2 separate regions of the Gossypium hirsutum genome follow, and region 2 is linked to region 1. A link is a contact called in public Hi-C data. All regions are on one chromosome and are shown on one strand. The core of a region is the stretch at or near the end of the contact, and the rest is flanking DNA. Distances in the headings are between cores, read along the strand shown. Region 1 has its middle 21 kb from the start of LOC107896377. Region 2 holds the start of LOC107896380 (NADH dehydrogenase [ubiquinone] 1 alpha subcomplex subunit 6).

The links. Hi-C and Micro-C count contacts between places; a contact is called where the count stands out from the background.
Region 2: a contact with region 1 is called in a Hi-C map of leaf, with 2.4 times the contacts expected there. The contact joins the promoter of LOC107896380 here to the enhancer-like site in region 1. A contact is called at or near these places in 4 of 34 Hi-C or Micro-C datasets (hypocotyl, leaf and seedling).

Annotation. Positions count from the first base shown.
Region 1 is chrA10:106,598,702-106,603,571 of Gossypium_hirsutum_v2.1, forward strand. No RefSeq gene overlaps it. Among protein-coding and RNA genes, the nearest start is that of LOC107896377, 21 kb to the left of the region's middle. Within about 2 kb of position 1,935, at least 5 of the 9 cell types and tissues checked have an H3K27ac peak or open chromatin away from gene starts, as enhancers often do. A contact at or near this core is called in hypocotyl and leaf, where this site is marked.
Region 2 is chrA10:106,719,285-106,724,456 of Gossypium_hirsutum_v2.1, forward strand. It overlaps LOC107896380 (NADH dehydrogenase [ubiquinone] 1 alpha subcomplex subunit 6), which reads left to right and starts at 1,360. Exons shown (of 2, transcript XM_041077964.1): 1 at 1,360-1,818; 2 at 3,438-3,781. The coding sequence starts at 1,606. The coding sequence ends at 3,623. LOC121207611 (peptidyl-prolyl cis-trans isomerase CYP22) reads left to right here. Exons shown (of 8, transcript XM_041077963.1): 6 at 55-87; 7 at 405-461; 8 at 579-793. The coding sequence ends at 689.

The sequences.
Region 1 (4,870 bases), core at 685-3,184:
GATAAAAATAAAATAAATGAAGTATGGCAAAATAAAAATGACAATGATGACGAAAGTAATAATAATAATAATAATAATAATAATAATAGTAGTATAACGATAATAATACGTAAGGTATTAAAATATATACGTAATAATAGAAATAAAAGTATACATAACATTAAAGACATATATTCGGGATACATATGTGAAATAAGTTCATAATAGTTATAAAGATATACATAATAGAATATATGAATAATATGATATTTACAATATATATACACTAAAACATGATAAAAAATGATACACATGATATAATATTAATATGCACGTGCATAATATGGAGTATTATATATTAAAAGGATGTATATATGGTTTACGAATGTATTAACAAAATAATGTCAAAAACTAATTATAATAATATATAAATATATACGTATATAGTGAAGATACATACTACTACATAATAATAATAGAAATACAAAAAAAAAAGCAAGTATAATAATAAAAAAAATATTAAATTAAAGTAATGAAAAACAATACTATATATAAAAATATATATGTATATATGTACATGAAGATATACACTAATATACAATGATAATAGTGATAATTAAAATGCAAAAAGGGTAAATATAACAGTAATATTAAAATGAAGTAATTAAAATAATACTACAACTATAAAAAATGTATATACGTACATATGCAATAAAGCGTATATTAATAGTAATAGTAATAACCATATAAGTGATAATGATAACAGTAATAACTTTTTAAAATATGTGTATATAAACAATAATAATAAAAAGATATGTATATATATAATAATAATAATAGTATAGTAAAAATAATAATAATATGTTAATGAATATAATAATAACAGTTAATATAATAACAAATACTGCTACAAATAAAAATAGGGTAAAAATAATATAAAAAATCAAATTAAATCTAAAAAAAAGGGACCAAATCTGAAACAAAAAAAAAGTTTTGGGGCCAATTCGAAAGGAAATATAAAAAGGGGGCCTATTCGAATACGCGTGCGACTACAGAGGGCCAAAATAGCAATTTTCCCATGTCCTTAAAACGGCGTCACTGAAGGGAGGATCGAATCACAAAATGCGATAGATTCTAGGGCCAATTTAAAAGCAACGAAAACTTGATTGCAAAACACATAAAAAAACGGAAGGACCGCGAGCGAAATTAACCCCTAAGAGCAAAAACACGCGGATCCTGAGCGGGTCGGAGTCGGGTCTCGGGTCAGGGTAGCTAAACGGCGTCGTTTTTGGTCTTGGTCTGGGCACAAAAACGGTGTTGTTTTGATAGGCTATAAAAGCCTAAAAATTTCCAAAAAAACCTCATTTGCATCAGGTGCTTAAAAAAAAAGGGAAGAGAGAGCTCTCCTCTCTCTGCAGAAGGTCTGTATGCCGGCGAGGGCTCCGGTCAAAGGATTGATCATCGCCCGCCGTAGGTGCCGCCGCGCCGGCCACCGTACACGGTGGTCGAAAATCGAAAAAAAGGGGTAAAAATTTTGTTTTTTTATTATTTTAAAATGTAGTTATAATCTGTATGTATATATAGGTAAATAAAAAAGAAAGAAATTTTACGATGATAATAAGAAATTTTACGATGATAATCACCTTTCGACTGTTGGATTTTTGACTCTCTGTTTTGATTGTTTTTTGCCTTTTGATATTACTGATATCTGTTCTTGCTTTGTATTTAGAATCTAATATTGTTTTTCATTTCACCAAAATGCCGAATGTTACATGGTTTTTTTGATTCCGCCTTAAATAGCCATTACAAATCCTTTTTTATATTACATTGTCTTTTCTTTGCAGGAAAATGGGCGGTGGAGCAGAGGCCACTTGCGCTGTCGACGTGACTGAGGCGGTGGGAGTCAGAGGCGGTGGGGGCAAGTGGTTTAGGGTTTCAGATTCTAAAACCCTAAACTTGGGGCTAGTTGGGTTTGGGCTTCTGTTTAGGGGTTAGTGGGTTTTGGGTTAGTGGGTTTTGGGTCCAAAATTGGGCTTGTACAAGTAGTTTAATAATTTATATATAAATAATTAATAATTAATAAAAATTAACAATTTAATAATTTATATATAACAAATTATTAAAATATAATCATTAATGTGCTCTTCTCTTTTAAAATAAAACGCCTCAATCAAACAACTCAAAAGTATTTTTTGACAATAATAATAAATATTTAAATATTAAAAATGTTTATTTTTAAAAAGAAATTATTGGTATTTTTGTAATCCAATGATAAAAAAATACAAAATATCATTCAACAATTTAATTATTTTTTGACAACTCGATGTATCAGTCAAAAGCAAAAGCGACCACGAAGAGTTGGAGCTGAGTGGACTTGTCATATTCAAATACACCACTTAAATTTGCTGTGTTACCGGGGTGAATTGTAGCTTTTTAAAAAGGAAAATGTTTATCAAACATACTAATTATTTTTGTAATCCAATGATAAAAAAAATTACAAAATATCATTCAACAATTTAATTATTTTTTATCATAGTGGCAGTTTTAAAATTAACATAATAATAACTTTAACCCTTAATGTTTATAAATAATATCAATTTAATTTTGATTTTAAAAAAAAATTAACCATCAACATTTATACATTGTGTTATTTGGGTTTTTTATTACAATTTTACTTTTCTTTGTGACATTAAGGGTTAATTTTAAAAGAATGAAAAAAAAATGAAAATTATTATCTTGAATTTTTTGGTTTTTTTTTGTATATTTTCAATTAAATTTAGTTGATAATTTTTTTTAGCTTTTTAGATGAAAGGATCACAACAAAAAAACTACACATTATGTAAATATTGAGAGTTAAATTTTTTAGAATCAAGACTAAATTGACACAATGTATAAATGTCTAAGGTTAAAGTTGCTATTATGCCATTTTAAAAGCTTCCAATATTATCTAATTAAATAATTGAATGACATTTTATAAATTTTTATAATTGAGTGATGAAAATAATTTACTCCGAATAAAGCAGTGTTTATCCAACGAAATGTAAATTTAAGCCTTTTTCTTTTTATGAATAACGAAGAAAAGATATTAAATCGAAAAAGAATGTGGAAAGTTTTTAAAGGCAATGGAGGGGTAATAATGAATCATGTGGCCGTTACAACTTTTCTATTGAAATGGCGTTGAATCTTCAAACTGTGAAAAATAGAATGTCGATAATGACAACGTATCACAAATAAAAGAGAAACAAAAATAAAAAACACAGATTTTTACGTGGAAACTCTTTCGGGGAAAAAAACCACGGGCAGAGGAGAAGATAATTCACTATGTCGAATTCGAATAATTACAAGAGGAGTAGGTTATATCTATTTATAGGCTTGTAAAACCATATTCTAATAGAAGGGGTGTAGTAAGATTGAAACACCTTATTCTAATCAATATCAAATAGATGAAGTTTAATAAGGTTTAAAAACCTTAGTCTAAAATAAAATAAAAGAAGTGTAGTTCTATATGGATTTTACTTTTATTTTATTTTACCACTGTATTTTATTTTAATAAGGATTCGGGTCACTCAATTCTAACAATCTCCACCCTGACACGAATCCTCAATGAACAAGTTCTTCTGAACTCTCAACAAACAAGTCCTTCACCTCTTCCATAAAACCCCTTAAGGGTTTAACTTCAACAATGAACAACAATCAAGTCTAAGCAATGCTCAAACTTGGTTATGGGAAGTGACTTAGTCATCATATCTTCAGGATTTTCATGAGTACTAATTTTGCTCACAAAATATCACCACGAGTAATAATATCACGAAAAAAATGATACCAAACATCAATGTGCTTTGTTCTCTCATGAAACATTTGACCTTTTGTAAGGAAGATAGCACTTTGACTGTCACAAAATATTGTACTGATTTGAAGATCTTCATTGAGTGCACTAAAGAGTCCTTTCAACCAAATGGCTTTTTTACAAGCCTTAGTAATTGCCATGTGCTCAGCTTCAGTGGTAAACAAAGCGACTGTAGTTTGCAAAGTGGCTTTCCAATTGATTGGACAACCTCCGACTGTAAAGACATAACCTGTGAAAAATCTTCTTCTATCAAGGTCTCCAGAAAACTTAGCATCAACATACCCAATGACTGAATCCCTAGTTCTTCCAAACTGCAAGTAAACATCAGTAGTACCTCGTAAGTATCTTAAAATCCACTGAACTGCTTTCTAATGTTCTTTATCGTGATTCGCCATGTATATGCTAACTACACTGACTGCATATGATAAATCTTGACGTGTACAAACTATAGCATACATGAGAGATCCCACTGCACTAGAATATGGAACATGCGACATGCAACTCAATCTCATCATCTGATTGTAGAGACAAAGCCGATGAAAGTCTGAAATAGGCTACTAAAGGAGTACTAATAGGTTTAACACTCTGCATATTGAACCTGCAAAGAATTTTCTCAATGTACCCCTTCTGACTTAGGTACAATTTACTTGCTTTTCTATCTTCGAGAATCTCCATACCAAGTATCTTCTTTGTTGGTCTCAAATCTTTCATCTTAAATTCTTTACTTAGTTGGGCTTTGACTTTTCTTATCTCCCATTTATCTTTCGCTGCTATCAACATGTCATCAACATAAAGGGGTAGATACACAAAAGAACCATTACTGTTTTTCTTAAAGTAAACACAACTGTCAAAACTACTTCTTTTGAAATCATGAGAAGTCATAAAGGAATCAAACCTCTTGTACCACTGTCTTGGTGACTGTTTCAAACCGTAAAGAGACTTTTTCAGCAAACAAACATAGTCCTATTTTTCTAAGACTGTAAAACCTCTAGTTGTTGCATGTAAATATCCTTTTCAAGTTCTCCATACAAAAATACATTTTAC
Region 2 (5,172 bases), core at 110-2,609, 120 kb after region 1:
ACCTTCAGTGAAATTCTGCTAAAGTTGTATATTGTTTTACCTTTTATGTTGCAGGCAAACAGTGGTCCAAATACCAATGGTTGTCAGGTAACCTACTCAATTTCTATTTCTTGCTTGCATACACACACATCTGCTATCTGGTGCATTTAAAAAGAAATGCCGATTTCCATTAATGCACACAGTATGAGTAATGATCAAGTGTCTCATATTAAAGGCGAGATAATAGAATTTTCTATTTGTACCATATCTATGCTTAGAGACATGTATCCGTCTGCAAGTTTCCAGTCAGGTGAATTGGGATTTGATGGAAGTATTGTTGTCACAAACTCTTCGAGCACTGTCAGTATGGTTGTCTACTGTTATGAACTATCGCGTATATTGATTTTGGTCTTTATTGACTGCAGTTTTTTATCACGTGCGCGAAATGTGAGTGGCTTGATAATAAGCATGTTGTATTCGGGGTATGTTCTCTAACCTTTTAGTGCAGAGTACATCCGGATTTTGGATTTCCCCAATTTTTGAAAGTCGAATAATATTCATAGAAATGACGAAGAATTATTTCGTCCGTGATTGCGCAGAGGGTACTTGGAGATTGTCTTCTCGTTGTTCGGAAGATCGAGAATGTGGCTACAGGACCAAACAACCGGCCGAAATTACCATGCATTATAGCTGAGTGTGGGGAAATGTAAAACTAGTAATTCATTTAACACATTTGCTGAGGAAGACTACCCATAAATGAAATTGCTGTAAAACTTTTAGTTTTTTTTAACAATCTCATTATAGGTTCCGATTATATCTGCTCTTTTTGAGGCAATGACTAGTCCTTCCCCAATCCATAAATAAGAGTATAATGCACTTTAGCACATCCGAACTCACATTCTTCTGTATTGACAAGTTAAGACTTAATAAAAATTTTAGAACTTATTTACTCTAAGATCCATCTATTTGACTTTTATACAGAATTTAATGAGATTTGAATATATGATTTCTTTGATTTATATCAACTATATTTAATCAAATTTATATGAATTTAATATTTAAACATTAAAATTGATATCAAATCTTTGATTATGAATATTGCACAATTGATTTTATCTCAAAATATTTTGTACTTGATATTTAGTTTTTATACTAAAAAAATTTTAAATTTATTTTTTTTCACTTTTTTCAATTTAAAAATCTTAGTACAATTTTTGGCATTATTAATATTTATTCCAAAAAAAAAAGGCATTTAACGAATTGAATTATATATTGAGCTAATGCAATCTTTTATACTGATATTTTAGTTTTTACAAAATATATTTTAAACTAAATTAGATGTATTTATAAATGATTATTTATGTAATAAAAAGAATGAGTTTAAGTTGGGTTTAAACCGGGTTTAGAGTTGAGACTGAAAATCTTAACTAAAGCCCGGCTCAAAAACTCAGTCCATCTATTATCTATGGCTGATCTACTGCAGTAAAACGACAGCGTTTGGGCTTCTGGAGTCTTCACATTGATAACAGGTGTACTAAGTTCATTTCCTCCCACATTATCCCTCTCACCTCCTGACTCAAGAGTCACTGAACGAGTCGAGTCGAGTTTGAACTCAGATTACCCAAAATGGCATTCACATTGAGGAGTGTGAAAGTACCGCCCAACTCAGCGAGTTTGGAAGAAGCAAAGAGCCGGGTCTTCGATTTCTTCAGACAAGCTTGTCGGTCAATCCCCACTATTATGGATATCTATAACCTAGACGACGTCGTCACCAAATCCGAGCTCCGTTCTTCCATCTCCTCCCAGATCCGTAAGAACTCTCATGTTACTAACCCTAAGGTCCGTTCCCCAATCTCTCCGTTTTAGATCCTTTTTATTTAATTTATTTTTTGATTTGTTAAACTTTTGGGAAATTGCATCTTTCCTAGGGTTAGGAAAATATTGTATTGCTTGCACTTAATTTCTGGAAATAAATAAAATTTATAGCTAATTTGAATTAAGAGAAATTAAAAAAATGAAAAATAAGATTATTCAAGGAATGGTGATTATCCTATTGAAATCTGAGTTTAATCTAAGCTTAGTTGATGTAGGATTGTGATGGAAAAGGTTGGATATTTTTATTTTTTTATTGTTTTGGGGAAGTAGTTTCGATTTCGATGTCTTTATATTTAACGGGAATGCTAAATTATGCTGTTGAATCAGATTTATTTCATGAGTTGCCTTCATTGTGCTCTCCTCTGATCAAGAGGGGGACTGGAAATGAGATTTAAGAAGAGCTTTATTGATGGTATATTTTCGAAGATTAATTTGGAGAATGCTGATGAGTTTTTCTGAAATGAAATGTTTGGATTAAACTGGGATTTCAATAGCTTCGTGAACAATTGTTCTAGTATTGTCTTTTTTACTTTCTAGTGCTTTGTGTGCCAGTTACTCTGGCTTGTTCCGTATGTTGCTACGAAGTCGTAAATGGAACAGTTTAAACTTGTTTTGAATGTCCATTGATGTAATCTTTCGATAAGCTGTTTTGAGTTTGAAGTCCTTTGAATGGCATGGAGAAAGCTAAGGTTTAACCCTCTTGTTTTTTCATCTTGAATAATTCTTGTACTCTAGCCAGATGATACAGTGGCTGTTGATGGTGAATGAGGATTATTTTGCATATCAAAATGAACCATTTGTATTAATCATATATAATTTGTGCTGCAAATAAAATTGTTTTTCACATTGAGAATGAGGTTTAAAGCTTATTTTGGGGTGGTTTCTATGGAAATTGATCAATCAAACCTGCTTCTAGTGTATAACTGGTATTGCAGGTTTTCTCTAGAGAAACTGATGACATATTTGATGCTAGAAGAGTTCTACTTTTTATTATGTTTGTTTTTTTCCCTCCATATATTTTAAGGATCCTTGGAAGGTCATATTCTATACCCTTGTTTGGATATGCGTTAGAACATGGTATCGGACATGGATACTTCAAGAAAACTGAATTGATGGATTCCATGCACGCTATTGGTTGTATTTCTCAAGTAGAAGTCTTCAATAAATGTTTTAGTTTCAATAATCTAGTGGGCAGCAGTTCTGAGTGATGTTTTACCCTGAAAATGAATTTGTTAATATCTCATTAGCTACCTAACACATAGAGTTAATAGTTTTCATCACACTTTAGGAACTGCATCTAACTCATAGGAGATGGTGACATTAAAGTTGAATGTAGAAGAGCGGCATTGGTGGATATTTGATTTATTTCCCAGAAATACTTTACAATACCTTATGCATTCTCTTTTACTGCCTTCTTGTTGGTAACCTGTAATTGTTTGGCAGAGCTGCCTTGTTCCTGATGATAATTCCATGGCATTTTGATAAATTGGTGTATAGTTTTTATATCTTCTGTTTATGGATGAGTTGTATGGGTATTGGAATTACTAGAAAGATTCTTTACATTGCAAAATGTTTGGCTGCAGGTAATTGATTTGCTGCTGTTTAAGGGTATGGAAGAGCTGAACAACATCGTTGAACATGCAAAGCAACGGCACCACATTATCGGGCAGTATGTGCTGGGTCGTCAAGGGCTTGCACAGGATTTGGACACCAAGGATGAAGGCACGTCTGGTTTCCTGAAGAATTTCTATAAAAGCAACTACTTTTAAACATTCCGCTATCATGGACAGCTTCTAGAGTTTTGCTTTCGAGCTTTTGACTTCATAATAATGTTCCTATCCGTGCCAATTGGTTTGGTAATTCCATCGAATTTATTTCGTGTTGGTTTTCATTAATTTGGTGAAATGCATGCGTGAATTCTGGTGAATTGCTTATCAGGATAGTGTATTATATTGCCAAATCAAACTTGGCGTTTTTCTTGGCCATTTGCCAGTGCAACACAATCAGTTAAATTAGAAACAGAAGACTTTGGAATAACTATTGAAACCCTTCTTAACAGTTTAATACCATTTGCATGAATGAGTAATCAAATTAAACAGAGAAAAAGAGAAAACAATTGTAATTTGCAGAGATATTATTACTATTAATAATATTAGTTTTGTTTACATCGGAAATTAAATGAGCTTTATAACGCACTAAAGCGAACAGCAGGTTCTGCAGCTTGCAGAGTCTTCTATTTCTATTTTTTCAATCGCTCATCTTCTTCTCTATCCTTTCCAAACACTTGCTGTCACTCACTTCTTTATATCCCTGATAACCTCTTGCAATCGCGGGCTTGTAATTTGTCAAAGGATTCATCTCATAAACGCATGGTGTAGATTCAGGAACTGAAACAAAACCTGTTGCTGTTGCTGTTGCTGATTCAGGTGCATTCTGTATAATTAATAATGTGCACAACTATAACATCTCTTGCCTCCTTTCCCTCAACTGAATCATACAGTGGTTTTTTTATGGAAGTTGAGGACAAAATCTTGAAACGAATACAATATCTCCTATTAAGGGGTCTGTTGGCTCAAAAGCGGACGCAATTCAAAGACTTTCAGAAGAGGTCTAACCTCCTCTCAACAGTATTTTTACTCTTTTTTTTTTGCCTATTTTAATTTAGTACCTGAACTTAAAAATTAAATTTTTTTTTGTTACACTTATATTTTATTAAAATTTGATGACGTGATATTTTAAAATTGTGCCACCTATACCATATAAAATTTATCAAAAATGGTTGAATTTGAGACTATTTTGATGAGTCCATGTGATATGGAAGGCCCTGGTAAACTAGTCAAGTTGTTGGGACAAGACCAGGCTCAAACCGATTACAAATTTGATTTGGCTGATTAAAATTTGAGTAGGTAAAGTCGACTTTTAGTCCAAGTAACCTGAAATAATGCAACACCAGAATTAGTATGAAGTATTATGGAGATGGAATCAAGAAAAAGCAAGAAGGACCAGTTTTAGGAGCAGCTTAATGGAGTAGCCTTGTTCCACATCATCTTCTCCTGCATGATTCATCCCATAACCTAATAACATTGTGGTTCATACAATTTCAATTTTTTTAAATATAAATTTTTTTAAAAGTTATGATAAGATTTTCAATATATATATAATATTATGATTTTATGATTTTTGAATGTAGCTAATTAGTAATAAAAACTAAAATACCTATCATCATTATCTATCATCTTCTCAAGTTGGTTCTTTACATCTAAATCCGACACCACTTGAATTCAACTAAAAACTAAAAACTAAAACTAAAAATACATG